Linked DNA regions of Zea mays: region 2 is linked to region 1. The links are chromatin contacts, called in public Hi-C maps. All regions are on one chromosome and are shown on one strand. Each heading gives the region's core, a stretch centred on a gene start, on an enhancer-like site or on the middle of the called end of the contact. The rest is flanking DNA. Distances are from core to core; before and after follow the strand shown. Region 1 holds the start of LOC103632627. Region 2 holds the start of LOC100282164 (60S ribosomal protein L35a-like).

Region 1 (3,878 bases), core at 1,237-3,736:
AGGCCTTTACAAAGTTCCACTAGCTTCCGAAAACCCGCTACAGTTTATGGGAAGAGCACTTGCAAGAATCCCCCGTCCGACCGCCATCGCAGCTAAATCAACCCGAGAACCTCCTTGCATGCAACTCCCCTACTGCCCTTGCCCCTTTCGGGTAAGGTAGTCTTCCACTAGCTTTCCTAATTAATCAGCCAAGGGCGTCCATAAACCCTTGTGGTGGCACGTGTTTCTCAAGTTAAGCTCTATGTTCCAATTAACATTAATGATCTTGACATGAACATAAATAGAATAACAAAAGAATTGGAACATAGATATAATAAATGATTATCCCAAAACCATGTAAAGCAATAGCAAAACTACCCAAGTGATTCAGGGGTAAACAAGGTAATGAGATAAACAATCTAGGGTGACCTATCGGGTCCCATCAAAATTAACCTATGCATGGTAGATGATTATAAAGAACATTATTGGGTAACAAAAGTGAATCAAGGGCACAACTTGCCTTCAATGAGCTCCTGCTCAGCTACTTCAACCTGCTGCTCACCAGGATCTTCAGTCACGGGTTCTTCTACTCGCCACAATACAAACAAGCACAGTGCATATAGAGAAATTAACATTACACCAAACATATAAACAAAATACACAGTAATAATCTACATATTAAAATAAAATTCTAGGAACAGGAATCATAATTTTTGGAGTTATAAATTTTAAGTTATGGCTTTTCAAAGGTTTTATGTGTTAAAATAGGATTAAGTGTGAGATTAATTTTCTTACTGTTGTCATGATAAAACAGAGGCTCTAAGTGATAGAGAATTAAATTACAAAAATTTAGAAACTGGAATGGATTAATTTGGAGTTAGTATGAATTTTCTATGAATTTATTAAGTTCTAGTAATTATTTTCATATTAAAAATCCATTTTCTATTTCATTTATTCGAATTAAACGGGTTCTGGACTGGGCCTCATTTTCTGCAAAGTATAGAGGGCTCGGGGTAAGAATCCAGAGACACAGGGAATAGTGGAAGTAGGACGACAGGTTCATTATAAAATACCCTAGGGTTTCTTTAGCAAAATGTACCCCCGAAGGGGTATGGTGCGATATCAGCCGCTAGATCCCGAACCGAGGGCCCGGATTAGATCCTACATAAACTGAAACAGTATGCCACCAGAGCGGTTGGATCAGAGGTCTACGGTCCAATTTCACCAATCCCGTGGCCTAATCGTCGCTATTGGATCCCAATCCAACGGTCCGGTGTTATTTCACACGCGATCTATTCTACGCCCTTCAATCCGGATCGGACGGCACGGGTCCTGTCTTCTACCCCGCGGCCAGGCGACGGCGGTGGCCACGCCCTCGCGGCAGCGCCCCACCGGTGAGCAATTTCCGCCGCCCTGATGCCTAACCGATACCCTAAGGCGATCCACGTAATGCAAGGAACACTATGAACACGTGAGCGGAGTTTTTACCGGAGTCGAGGCGTAACGGCGCTTGCCCACGCGCCAAGGCGGATCTGCGGCAGCGCACGAATCCGAGGAGCGATTCGACCGACGAAGCTACGCCACCGACGGAATCAGCTGTCGCCGAAGCTTCTAGGAGTCACGGCGCAACGCTATTTTGCCCTACGGGTGCCCGAGTGCCCCCTGGCTCCTAGTTCGACGGCGGTGACCTGTTTTCTCCCCCGTGGCGGCTCTCCCATTCTCTTCCTCGGTTCACGGAAAAAAGGGTAGCGCAGAGGAAGGGGGGGTAAGCCATATATCCAGCGGGCGAGGTCTGTGCGCGAGTGAATCTCGCCCAAGCCGTTGCGCCGGCTATGGTGGTGGGGTCGGTCACCGCGACGCGCGGATTTGGCGGCCTGGCGAAGACGACCATGAACTGAAGAGTCTGACCCGTGGGGGCCATGTGTCATTCACAGGCGGGTGATGAAAGGGCTGGCGCGGCTATGGGCCAGCGCGGGGTGTGAAGTGCCCAATTGGGCCGACCGAGGGAAGAAACGGCCCAAGTGCACAGGTGAGCTTTTCTTTTTTTTCAATTTCCTTTCTATGTATTCAAATTCTACTATTTGAATTTCAAACTTGAGTTGTGGATCCATCATAAAGGTTGAGTGCCCAAAATAAACAATGTATCAGTAAATAATATTTTTATTTATATATATATATATATATATATATATATATATTTATTTACTTATTTTTATCCTCACCATATTTATTTCCTTCTCTTTTTTAGATTCAAGAATTTCTTTTAGGTCTCAATTTCCATTCTAGATTTAACATATTCATTTTTATATTATTTTTTTTTTATATTGTCACAAGTAATGCACACACAATAAAATCCCAGCATGATGCATGTGTCATTTTGGGTGTCTTTTGTTGTTTATTGTTTAAGTGAGATGTTCACATGTGATGGTAAAATAGAAGTAACACACATATAGATAAGGGAATACAAGTAATTTCCACTTTTTATATCTCCTTACAAACTGGGTATTACACACAGCCTTGTGGGGGTCGTTCCATTCCATGTGGCCTAGCTAGCTACTGTTCCTCCCGTCCCCCCCTCCGTGATCTGTTGTGTGTCAGTCCATGTACCCTCCTCGATCGTAGTGTCTATATCTCCTGCCTTGCAGCTTTCTGCAGGGAGCTGCGCCAACGATGGGCGTCTTCCAGGACACCGGCGTCGGTGGCGGCGCCGGCAGCCGCACGTCCAGGAGGGTTTTCCAGTACCAGAGGCTGGAGTGCTGCTGGGACGACGGAGCCACTTCCAGGTGGCGGTGTCCGCCAGCCGCGAATGGTAAGAAGGCTGAAGCCCCCTGTTTGTTCAGTGTCAGGCGGCTCAAGTGGAGCAAGGTCACCTCGGTTCTGATACCGAGGAAGGTCGCCGAGTTGTCTGCAAAGATCTGCCACGCCCGCGCCAGGACGGAGGCCGTCGTCTGCCCGGCCGTCGTCTTCATGTCGCCGTGGGGCCTCCCTGTGCTCTCCCGCCCGCTATTGGTCGGCCACAACACTTGCAGGTATCACCGTGGAAGAGACACCTTCTGGTGAGCAGGTAGCTGCACCTCGATCTGTATTCCTGGCGGTGGTAGTATCGGTATATGCGTGTGTGATATATGTGGCCAGCTTAGTTGATCTTGTAGGATGTGTATTATTACTCCTCCATTTTGATTTCTGCAATACTTGTGTTGTGTTTTGCCGGCTGCATCTGAACTTAGATGCTGTTTGGTTCATGATGGTTAATAGTTAACGTTAAATCATGTTTATTTAAGTGTAATTAGATAACACACTAGAAACTGATACCGGTCTATTCAAATTTGTGTAAATTATTATCATTAACATCTACGTTAGGATTCGTGAACGAAACAACACCTTAGATCCGATCCATGTGATGCAAAGCTTTTCACTCCCCTCGAGGTTCAACAGCAGAGGTCTCACTCTGCTGACCTTTCTTTCGATTGACTGTTGCCAACCTTGTGCCGACATATAAAATCCGGAGCCAGAGTTTCGTGTTGTCAGTCTTGTGCCACTCCACATGCTTCGTGGTGTGCCTTGAGCTGTCAGTCGTGTGCCACTCCACTCCCTGGCTACAACAAGGCTATTATATTGGGCGAGCAAGCAATTTCGGTGTCAGAAACGTAAGTGGCACCCTATAAAAAACTGTGAGAAATCCTGGATCGCCCTAGGAGTTTCTCAGTCCAGCGTTCCGAAACGGCCACGAGTGCAAGCCGTCACGTGGAGGCATCCGTGGTGTGATTGATTAGGTCCCTTTACGCCATGCGTGCTGTACTCTCCGTCAACATCTACACCGAGCAATCGCCATACGTGGATTCGGATATCTCGCAGGAATATATGCGCTCGCTGTTCGGTGTTCTTTTTTCTCTCTCTCC
Region 2 (3,864 bases), core at 1,188-3,687, 170 kb after region 1:
TTCTGCTCGCTTATCTTCACTATCTTTTCTCGTATCAATAATACACATTTATATATAATTTTTTTGTGGTATTATATGTTTCCGTTGTAACGCACGGGCACTCACAGTATAAGTATAAATAAGGAAAAGTCTGCGATATACTAGACTTCGATTTTAGGATGCTAACGGGATTATGCACTTATTACGCTAGATAGTATCTTCCACAACTGTTTACTGAATAAAAAAGTAAACTAGACCCACACACAAAGGCCCTGTGCCCATAAATTAGAGCCTCTTGTGCCAATAAATTTTGCAGAAATGATATTGAAAGAAGCATCCCAGAGCAGCGTAGAACATTACACATTCATACCAAACGGAACTCCTTTCAATTTGAAGATACTGCAATCAGACATCGATGTAACGGGGCAAATTAAGATCTGCTGCTGGCATAACATTACGACAATAGTTCATCCGTTCGACAACAAATTTTGGCACAACTTCCACAGGTTCAGCACTTGAACAATCTAAGTTACCAACACAAGGCATTTTAAGTTCAGAGAAAAGTGAGAAATAAACACATGGCCATTTCTAGTCCATCTTTACTCCAACAAAACCTGCAGACATATAAGCCAAAAATAGGATAAGCAAAGGCATTGCAGACATATATTCGAATGTGGACAGGAAAAAAGAGATAGAAAGAACTATATTTTGGGACAGATGGGAGTATGAAAAAGGAAATAAACATTCCCTCGATATCAGTGCTTGTATAGAAACATCATTTACTCTTCTCTAGTTCTATATGCCCAATATAAACATAAATGGGCAGACCCAGCACCACAGGCTCCCTTGTTCGGTTCAACCCCAATCCATATGTATTGAGCCGGATTGAGGGGGTTTCAATCTCTAGTAAGTCAAAATCTCTCCAAATCCGTATCAATCCCCTCCAATCCATATGGATGAAAATAACCGAACAAACCCTAATAAGTGGGGTTCGGGGAAATTATAAAGAGGCAAGACTTCCCCTGCAAATGCGAAGAGGCTGCTTCAAACCCTCTATGACTGAGTGAGATAGACATTTCAAGGTGCCTAAAACTAAAAACTGCCTAGTCTAAAAGTGCTCCAAATAGGCATCACTATATCCAATACATAGTGACAGCACAATTAAGAACTGATGCAAAAAGCATTTGATTACTCCAGTGCAAAGAAACAGATACAATCAAATGCTGGTAGGCATCTAATAAATAAAACAGAATAACTGATAGAAAACTGGAAAAGATTATTTAGAACTATATACTCCATCCATAATAGTAAAGTTTCCACAAGGGTAAACTTTTCCACCATATTTCACCGTTCCCATTCCTCACAGTTAATTTTCCTAATATTGATTTATGATTCACAAGGAGTATGTATTTTTTGCTACTAGAAATGTAGCTACATTTGTGAACAGAGGAACTATTACTGAACTAACAAACTAAACAATGTATATTCCACGTGTGTTTGGTACCATTGAGACATGTAAAGACTGAAAGTTTTAACTTGGCGTTCTAAGCTAATTGAATTAATCACTCAGCAAACTATAAACTCACTGAATACAAGCAGTATCAACATGAGCACACCAAACTACAAAAGCCGAAATTTCTCAGATGAATAGACACTGTTTGCTGCTATAGACTCAATGTGACTACTAATAAACAACCGTAACCACAAATAATGATGCGTTTTAACCACCTAAAAGTGCTAGACCATGGACTACAGCAATGGCCAGTGCAGTCTACGCAAAATTCGTTGTCATATCATTCGATCACAAACAACAAATTCAAGATCAACCAGCCAAACAAATAGAGAAGATCAGTCGTTTCCGGATCCTAACCTTAGATGCTGCTCGGGTACATGAACACTCTGACCTTGCGCCCCTGCACTCAAATAAAAACAGCATCAGGAGAGAGACCAACCATCAATTGGGATCAGGCATCAAACAGCTTAGAGGTTGCGTCACTGACCATGGACTCAGGCGGGAGGTTGGACATGAACTTGGCACGGACGACGCCCGAGTTTCCGTGCGGACGGGTGACCTTGCCCCAGATGCACCTGTAGCGGGTCTCATTGCTCTTGGTCTTGGCCTTGTAGATGTACGCCATGCGCTTGCCAGCGTACCACGCGACATCCTCCTTGGTGTTCACCCCCTCGATCTGCACGAGAGACGTGGTCTCGTACTGGTTCGACTTGGACCTGCGCAGCCACCACCGCAACCACAGTTAGCGGAATCGAACCGAAAAATGACCAGATGCAAGTAGAACAGACGGAGAAGAGGCTGTGGCGTGGATCTCACCTCTTGTATCCAAGGATGGTGCCCCGGACGTAGAGCCTGACGCGCTGTCCCGTGCGTCCCTTCACCATGGCGGCCGCTTGCTTCGTTTTGCGCTTACGCTTCCGCCGCCGGGTAATGCTAGAGAGAGCTCGTGCAGTTTGGGGCCGGAGGTACCTTATATGTAGCAGGGGACGGAGAGAAGAGCGATCTCGATTGACTCGCAGATTCCAACGAACGGTCACGATGTTCCGAAGGGCTGTCTCGAAAATGCTAGGGTTTAAGTCACGAGGGTAAATGGGCCGATTGGTTAATGGCCTTCTGCAGGTTTTTTTAGTCTTTCCATCTGGGCCAAGATGGGCCGGTCTAGCAACATGACGAGGCTAATTGCAAATAGGACGTTTCGTTCCATGTTAACTCATTGATATGGTCCTAAGGGTTTAGGTCGTACACTCGCACTAGTATCTTGTGTGCCGTGACAACATATAAATTATTCAATAAATACAACATATAAATTATTCAATAAAATATTAATACATAACATACATTAAAAACATGCTTCAACTTCTTCTACCATCAGTTGTATATAATGAAAATGTAATGAGCATTAATAGGTTTAAGAGATAAATATATGTGAATTGCTTCTTTTTCTATGAATAATTAATTCATTTTCTTTTTTCGAATGATTGGGAGTATAGTATATAGACAAACATTAATACAAAGGCCATCAGTTGCACGGCTAGGGAGACGAGTAAGGTGTGGCACGTGGGTTGCTCGGGCCGATTGTGTTGGGCCGTTACGTGGGAGAGAGAGTGTAGACACACGACATATATGATTCACGTGTGACACGACGACGGTGGAAACTGTCGCACCCGGTTTTGGAAGGTAAACCGAATGCGAACCATGTACGTGCTAGGATTAGAAACTCACGTACACAGCGATTACATAATTGGACATCATCACACAATGCTCAAAGTAAATAGCGGAAAAATACTTTATTACAACAAGATGTCCAAGACATCCACTGAGTCTAAAATATAGTCATTAACATCAAAGCGCGGAAATACGAAACGTAGAAGATAAGGCCTTCACAGGCAGCTGACTGGGGGTTTGCCACTAAGATAAACTAGAACTCATCGTAGTCCTGAAACTCCTCAAAATCCTCCATGTTGCCAGCATCTCCTCCTAAGCACTGAGTAAAGTGGGGACAACCTGGTGTGGGGTAGTTTGTAAAGCAAGGGTGAGTACACATCAACGTACTCAGCAAATGTCCCGTTTGGCTAAAGTGGACTAGCTTTATGTGGAGTTAAGGTTAAGCAGTTGCTTTTAGTTGGTCAAGTATTTATTACTACTAGTAGAGCCAAGTTTTAGTAATAAACCCATTTATTACCCAAATGTACTCCCTCCAAGAGGAAATACCAGAGATCATAATTATACCATCATCATTAATCATCATCGTAAAAGTAACCAAAGTTCTTCTAATCAAAGAGGATCCCAAGGCCGCTCATAACCGTGAGCACGGCTGATATACCAGTTTCTAACACTCTGCAGAGGTCGCATACTTTACCCACAAGTCGTGA

Evidence for each region. A called contact is a pair of places that touch in the nucleus more often than the background predicts.
Region 2: a contact with region 1 is called in a Hi-C map of tassel, with 2.8 times the contacts expected there. The contact joins the promoter of LOC100282164 here to the promoter of LOC103632627 in region 1. A contact is called at or near these places in 5 of 25 Hi-C or Micro-C datasets (ear, leaf, seedling and 1 more).

What each region holds. Positions count from the first base shown.
Region 1 is chr7:100,199,403-100,203,280 of Zm-B73-REFERENCE-NAM-5.0, forward strand. LOC103632627 reads left to right here and starts at 2,487. Exons shown (of 1, transcript XM_008654373.4): 1 at 2,487-3,259. The coding sequence starts at 2,650. The coding sequence ends at 3,039.
Region 2 is chr7:100,374,048-100,377,911 of Zm-B73-REFERENCE-NAM-5.0, forward strand. LOC100282164 (60S ribosomal protein L35a-like) reads right to left here and starts at 2,438. Exons shown (of 4, transcript NM_001155076.2): 1 at 2,309-2,438; 2 at 1,980-2,208; 3 at 1,850-1,892; 4 at 278-593. The coding sequence starts at 2,376. The coding sequence ends at 1,851.